Regions from separate parts of the Mus musculus genome. Here region 2 is linked to region 1. A link is a contact called in public promoter capture Hi-C data. All regions are on one chromosome and are shown on one strand. Each heading gives the region's core, a stretch centred on a gene start, on an enhancer-like site or on the middle of the called end of the contact. The rest is flanking DNA. Distances are from core to core; before and after follow the strand shown.

Region 1 (3,356 bases), core at 281-2,780:
TTCACTATATAAATAAGAAAGGCAGCCGGGCGTGGTGGCCTTTAATCCCAGCACTCGGGAGGCAGAGGCAGGCAGATTTCTGAGTTCGAGGCCAGCCTGGTCTACAAAGTGAGTTCCAGGACAGCCAGGGGCTATACAGAGAAACCCGGTCTCGAAAAACCAAAAAATAAGGGCAAGTGTCCTTATCTGAGGACAGACACACACAAACACAAATGAAGTCTGTAAACAATTTGGATCTCATTTAAGCCATTTTGCTCCTAGGTTATTCTCGGTTGTCTCCGATATTCTCATTCCTAGATACCTGACGCCAAAAGTTCCACGGGTAGTGGACTTTTCGGTGAAATATATCAAAGTGGAACTTTGAAAATCGCATGTGAAGTAAATTTATAAGGCTTTTCCTTCACAAATCATCATCTCCCAATCAACTCTTGGTTCATTGAAAGTAAAATACGTCACTAGGCATGGTGGTACGCGCCTTTAATCCCAACAATTGAGAGGCAGAGGCAGGCGGATTCTTTTGAGTTTGAGGCCACCCTGGTCTACAAAGCCAGTTCCAGGTCAGGCAGGGCTGTTACAGAGAAACCTTGCCTCGAAAACAAATCAACAAAAATCCTGACAATACAGACAGGAGAAAAGCGTCACTATTACAACATTAAAAAAAAAAAAAGCCACAGAAACATCCACGTCACACACGACCAGTTTACACCAGGTGAAGAGGACAGGCATCCTTTGTTCCCGCACAGGCCCCACAACCAGCGATTCCGGGTACCTTCCAGGACCACGGTAAGTTAAATCTTAGGTACCCGGCTGCCCTTCCGCCTGCCGGGAATCTGCTAGAACACCCCATAGTCAAGTCCAAGCTCCAAGCGTCCCGAAATGCCGGCACTTTCCGTGTCACGCCGGGGGAGAACTTAGCACACGCACCCCTAACTCCCACACATCCCGCCCCGCGACGCGGCGCGGAACACCCAGCCGCGCACAGGGCCACCGCAGCGCTCACCCCGCTGCCGCGCAGGCGCCGGGCGAGCCGGGACTTGCGGTCGCCCCGCGGATCATTCCGCCGCAGCCTTTGTGTGGCCGAACGCTAGAAATGGCTTATTTCCTTTCTCCCCGTTTAAAGTCAGAAGCAGACCCTCTCATCCCTTTCTCCCGCCGGAACGGGGCTGGGGGAGGGCGGCGGCAGGCTCGCTCCCGGGGCCAGTGGGGCGGAAACGGGCGCGGGTTGGCGAGGCCGCCGCAGGCATGCTGGGAGCTCGGCCGCCGTGTCCCTCCGCGCCGACGGGGACTTTTCGGTGGGGATTTTGGGCGCCGAGCAGACGCGGCATTTTCGGAAAATAGCGCCCTGTGCAGCGAAGCGCTCTGTGTGTGGCGGGGCCGCGTCTGCCCTGACGGCTCCGAGGCGCCGCGGTCCCCGCACCTCCTCCCGCTGCTCCCCCGCCGCCGCTCCCGAAGCTTTTCCAGGTCAGTGCGGGTCTGTGTAGGGCCCTGTTACCACCGGATGTGGAAGTTGATCTCTTCGCTGGTAAAAAATAATTCCACTTCCCCCGGAACCCAGATCATCCCCGCGATTTCCTGTTTATTGCATTAAGGCGCCGGGTTTCCGGGGCTCCTGGCCCCGCTTGTTTGGCGGGGGTCGGCGGGGTCGGCCTGGGTGTCCGTGCTGCCGCCGCCGCCGCCGCCGCGCTTTGTCCGCCCGGCGCTTGGCTTCTGGGAGGGGCGGCAGACATGGTGGCGGCCGCCGCCCCCTCCTCGGTCAGGCGCCGCGGCCTCCTGCGGGCCCCACGGGTCGGGTCTGCGGTGGGGTCGCCATGGCCGTGGGGGTCCGGGCCGGCGGGGCAGGCGGCGGGAGAGGCGGCGCTGTCCCCGCCCGCTCCTTTGTCTCGGCGGCCTGAGGGCCTGGCCTGGCCGGGCCGACGACAAGCGGGAGGGAAGGCCGGGCCGCGCTGCCCCGCTGGGCCCCGCGGAGCCCGGGGCGCTCGGGTTTCGGCCCGAACAGCCGGGTCGGGGCAGGGTAGACGGGCCAGTCCGGAAGGGACGGAGCCTGCCATTCTCAGTGGCCGAGACTTTTGCCCCGGAGACTTCGCCACCGGAACCCACGCGAGCGCGGGTGCGGAAAGAAGCCGCGAGTTTCGTCGGTCATGTCTTGCCTGGGCACAGATCGGTGTTGAGTGTGCTGTTGTGAACCTCTCCCACGGCGTTGAAGCCGCGGGCTTAGCCTTGAAGTGTGCATCTCCAAAATGAGAGCGAAGGAAAGCGGGCCTACCTGCTGGCTTTTTTTCCCTTGAAGCTTTTGCTTTAAGCCCATTTCCACTGTGTCTAGCAGACACATTTGCTTTAAAGCAGGGAGCGAGACCACAGTACTTCTGAAAGAGAGCTTCATAACGTGGGAGTAATTTTTAAGAGTTCTTTCTGCAGACACTGTGGTTTGTTGTCTATTCAGGCAAGTTACTTTCTGAAATGTAATTTTTATCTGGGGGTAAAAAAGAACGGTGGTGTGCTTTTTCTAGGGAAGTAGTGGCCTTCCCAGAATTGAAAACGCACCGAATTTAGTACGCAGACGATAGTCTACCTCACAGAGATTCACCCAGATTAATTTAAATATAACTGATAGCTTTTTGGCTCTTAGGCCTTCAGACTCTGACTTTTTAAGTTTTAAGGGAACTGATGGCTCTTATCCCTTTATTCGCTTTTCTTATTTTGTCAAAAATGAAAAGTAACGTGTCAACTCATGACTTAGGCAAGAGTCACATTGTTTTGCACTTTCGAAAGTCTTTTTTAAAGCCTAGTTTAACAGAAAACATTCTTGAGTCAATTTTTGCAGACAGTCTTGTGATATGCCACATAGCCAATGGAAAACACTGTATGTATATTATGCTTTTTTTAAAAAACATGATATATCCCATCCTTCTATTCAGCATGTTAAGTACAATCAAGATATTGTGAAAGACAAACTGAATGAGAAGAATGATTCTTGTAGTTTGGGGGAGAGGCCTCTAACTTTTTAAAAGATGGCCATTTAGATGCTTAAGCATTGCAGAGATTATAATTTACCAGTAGCCTTGATATCTGGAAATAGTCCAAGTGACAAGACATTTTAAAGTTCCAGTTCATATGCTTAACGATGTACACATATAATCAGCGTGTAAAGACCCGCTTGTAAGTACCTTCTTCACGAGGACACGTGCATCTTAGGCGCTTCAGACTTCCGTGGGAAGTGAGGTGTTTGCCGAAACAAAATGCACATGTAGTTTGCATGTGTAAGTCTTAGCCTCTTCCCTGACTCAGTCTGGGTTTCTTGGGTGTGGGCGATTAATCTGTAATAGTTCAAGATGAGTTTGGGGCTAATGGCTTTGGAA
Region 2 (3,095 bases), core at 83-2,582, 1.5 Mb before region 1:
ACCGCAGCTCCGGCTGGAACTTAGGGGGCCGGGCAGCTTCGCTTTGCGCCCCGCCCCACCCCTGGGCCAGGCCGGGACGGCGCGCGCTTTGCGGGAATTCCCGCCGCCAGGGCAGCGGGACATTAGAGACAAAGCGAGACACGCACCCCTCGGAGATCCGCGAGGCCACGATCGCACTCCAGGCCATTCCGAGCCAAGTCCCTAATGCCTCCGCAGTCCCCTGAAGAACTTCTCAGCAACTTCACCTGCTGTGTCCCCATGTGCTACCGAGTGCTACCGACACGAACCAAATATGAACGACCATCTCGGGTCTCGGGCATGCACATCCAGACCTCTGCCCCCACTGTTCAGTTAGCCTTCCTCAAGCAGTGCCTGCCCCGTGGGCAATAGGCTTGCGAGCTCAGGGGTCCGCCAGCCTATGCGACTGGGTCCCGGTGCAATCGGGCTAGGAGTAGTCGGCTAGCTGGGGCTTGGAATACGCGTAGCCTAAGTGGTCCTAGGGGGGTTACGGGGTTTCTTGTCTCCTGTAGATACGGTGTTCCTCAATATCCACAGGACGGTCGCAAAAGGAACCGGGCCGCCAGGGACATCCGGAAAGGAAATTGACCACTATGGCCAAACTGACTTGAATGGGTACAAGCAAAGTCTGGGCGCGTGTGATTTTAATACTCAAACCTCCGCAATGAACCCGCGTCAGCGAAGAGTTAAGTCTACCCGCCCGCCGCTACCGCGCGGCTACTTCTCCCGGGCCGTCTGGGTCGCCGCGACGCTTCCCGGCTGGACGCACTACCGGCACCACGAAGCGGGACCTCGGCTCCAAGCCGAGACCACGCGCCCTCCTTGCCCGCGAGAGATGCCTCAGCGGCCCCTCGTGCGGCATTGCGTCCCAACCCAGTCTTCGGCTAAGTGCCCGCAGCTTCAGTGCCGACAACCCTTCCCCAAAAGTGCCTTGGCACGCAGCGACCTCGACCCGACTCCCAGCGTTCGCCTCCTGCAGCCACGCGGGACAAACCAGTGCCTCCACCCGCACGTGCGACACCAGAGACAGATGAAGCCGCTGCGGCGCCTGTCTTCTATCCATCCCCAGCCTGCGCCCCGGGAGTCGCGGAGTGTTTACCTTGCGTTTCTCAGTCCGAGAATCAGAGTCAGACATTGGGTGGACGAGGGCCAGGGGAAGGGCGCCGAGGCGGTGGCGGCGGGAGCAGCGGAGGTGGTGTGAATCCAAGTGGAACACAGCTCGCAGAGCGGCTGCAGGAATCCGGTGACGGCGACGATGGCAAGGACCGCAGAGCTCCAACCAGCTGGTGACCCAGTGCCTGCGGGGAGCGAAGTGAAAGCAGCCTGCTCTTGAGACTCTGCGGTAGTTGAGCCCCCGCCCCCGCGCCCAATCACCGCGGGCTCCGCCCCCGTTTAGTCCGGCCCCCGGCAAGCCGGAAGGTAAGCCCCACCCCCCACGGCCCCCAGGCCGCTGGCGCGTGCAGGCTGCGACAGGTAGTGGGGAGGGTGGCCCCGCCGGCTGTCCTGCAGTTTGCGTGCGCCGCCCACCCCGGCGTGTTTACCCTAGTGTCTTGGCCTGCGGGCAGCTGCATGCTCGCCCATCCTCCACTCAGAATGTACCCGCCCCTCCCCGTCCGCCCGTGGCGGCCACCTCGCAGAGCGGAACTTAGGGGGCGCTCAGGGTACACTGCTCTGTGTCCAGCCCGGCCGCGGGCGCCAGTTGGAAGCCTCAGAAGGCGTCCCTCCGCCCTTGCTTTGCACAGCTTCTCAGCCCCAAACCATGAGGATTAGATTGGTGCAAGGATGGGCACTGGCCTTTGACTGTCCTTTCCTAGAATTCCTGACCTCCGGGGGACTCAGATCAGCAAGATGCTCACCCCTCTTCGTCTGCGCCTCAAGCGAGATTCTTCGTCGCCGCCGCCTTCTGCCTTCTGTCCTCCTTTAGGCTCTCCTTAGTGTTGTGTTTGTGTGTGTGTGCTGTTGTTGTTGTTGTGGTTTATATGTTTGTTTCCCTAGTGCCCAGTTACTTAAGAGGCAGAGGTGGTGGTGAGAAGGACAGTTGAGAGACAAGAGAAGCGGGAAGCTTCAGGGAGCGATGGGCGGGCACGACAAGCATATAAAATAGGGGAATGAGAAAGTTAGCTGGAAAAGAATAACTACAAGGAAAAGGAGGGGGGCTACCAAGGAAAGACGGTTGTGCCATGAGCGGTGTTGGGAGCCTCGAAATGTTTGGGGCTCACAGTGTACGCCAGGAACTGTCTATCCATCGGTCCGCCGATGCTGGCGACCATGGAGCAGCGGAGTTCAGGCCGAGCTGGGAAAACCATAAGGGGGTCGAAAAAAAAATCCCTTGATCTTCCTGAGGCCTTTGTGATTCCAACAGAAGTCTGGAAGTCAATGGCGCCATGTGCATCCCCACCCCCAGCCCCTTCTCTCATAGCGGCGGCCCAAAAAAGCTGCTCTGGAAATGGAACGTCCCACTCCCCACACGAGATTAAGGAAACTCTATTAATGGGCTACCCAACCTGCATCCAGGCTGGCAGTAAGTAGGACGTAGCCTTTTCTTGCAGAACAAGTGTTGCGACCTGCCGTCCCAATCAATGTTGGGCCATCTTGGTCATTTTGGTGTTTGTATGCGGATCTAACGTCACGGTGACACAGCACAGCCCCATGCTAAAGTCTAGCTTCTCAAGTGAATCCTGAGTGAGATCAAAGAAGCCATTGGTTCCCAGGGAAGCTGGGGTGTTCAAGGCAAAGCCTTGCTCCTGCTGGAGGTCAGGGGTGATCGCTACAAGAGCGCACAGGGCAAGGGCGTGGATGAAGTCAAGTACACCGCCGATCCAGGTCTGTCCTGACCAAGGTCTGTGAAGCAGTACTGTGCCTTGGCCACTCGGCATCCCACCCATGCAGCCCAATCTGCTACTGCTACTCTGGGAGTCCAAAGCCAGCAGCAAGTATTCTGCGCCCTCAGCGTGGAGCTAGGCGCCTCATACTTGGACTAGAAAAGAACCATACAGGGGTGGGAGGTGGGGGTGGGGAAGCGCTGGTGTTTCTTTGTAGGAGCAGGCTGCTCTGGAGTCTTCCGATTCTGCAACCCT

What was found. Promoter capture Hi-C pulls out the DNA fragments that hold promoters and counts their contacts.
Region 2: a contact with region 1 is called in a promoter capture Hi-C map of pre-B cells, with 3 times the contacts expected there. The contact joins the promoter of Bcl2l11 here to the promoter of A630026N12Rik in region 1.

The regions. Positions count from the first base shown.
Region 1 is chr2:126,673,461-126,676,816 of GRCm38.p6, reverse strand. It overlaps A630026N12Rik (RIKEN cDNA A630026N12 gene), which reads left to right and starts at 1,530. Exons shown (of 1, transcript NR_166192.1): 1 at 1,530-3,356. It overlaps Gabpb1 (GA repeat binding protein, beta 1), which reads left to right and starts at 1,225. Exons shown (of 9, transcript NM_001271468.1): 1 at 1,225-1,461.
Region 2 is chr2:128,124,275-128,127,369 of GRCm38.p6, reverse strand. Bcl2l11 (BCL2-like 11 (apoptosis facilitator)) reads right to left here and starts at 1,332. Exons shown (of 4, transcript NM_207680.2): 1 at 1,118-1,332. It also overlaps a transcript of Acoxl not described here.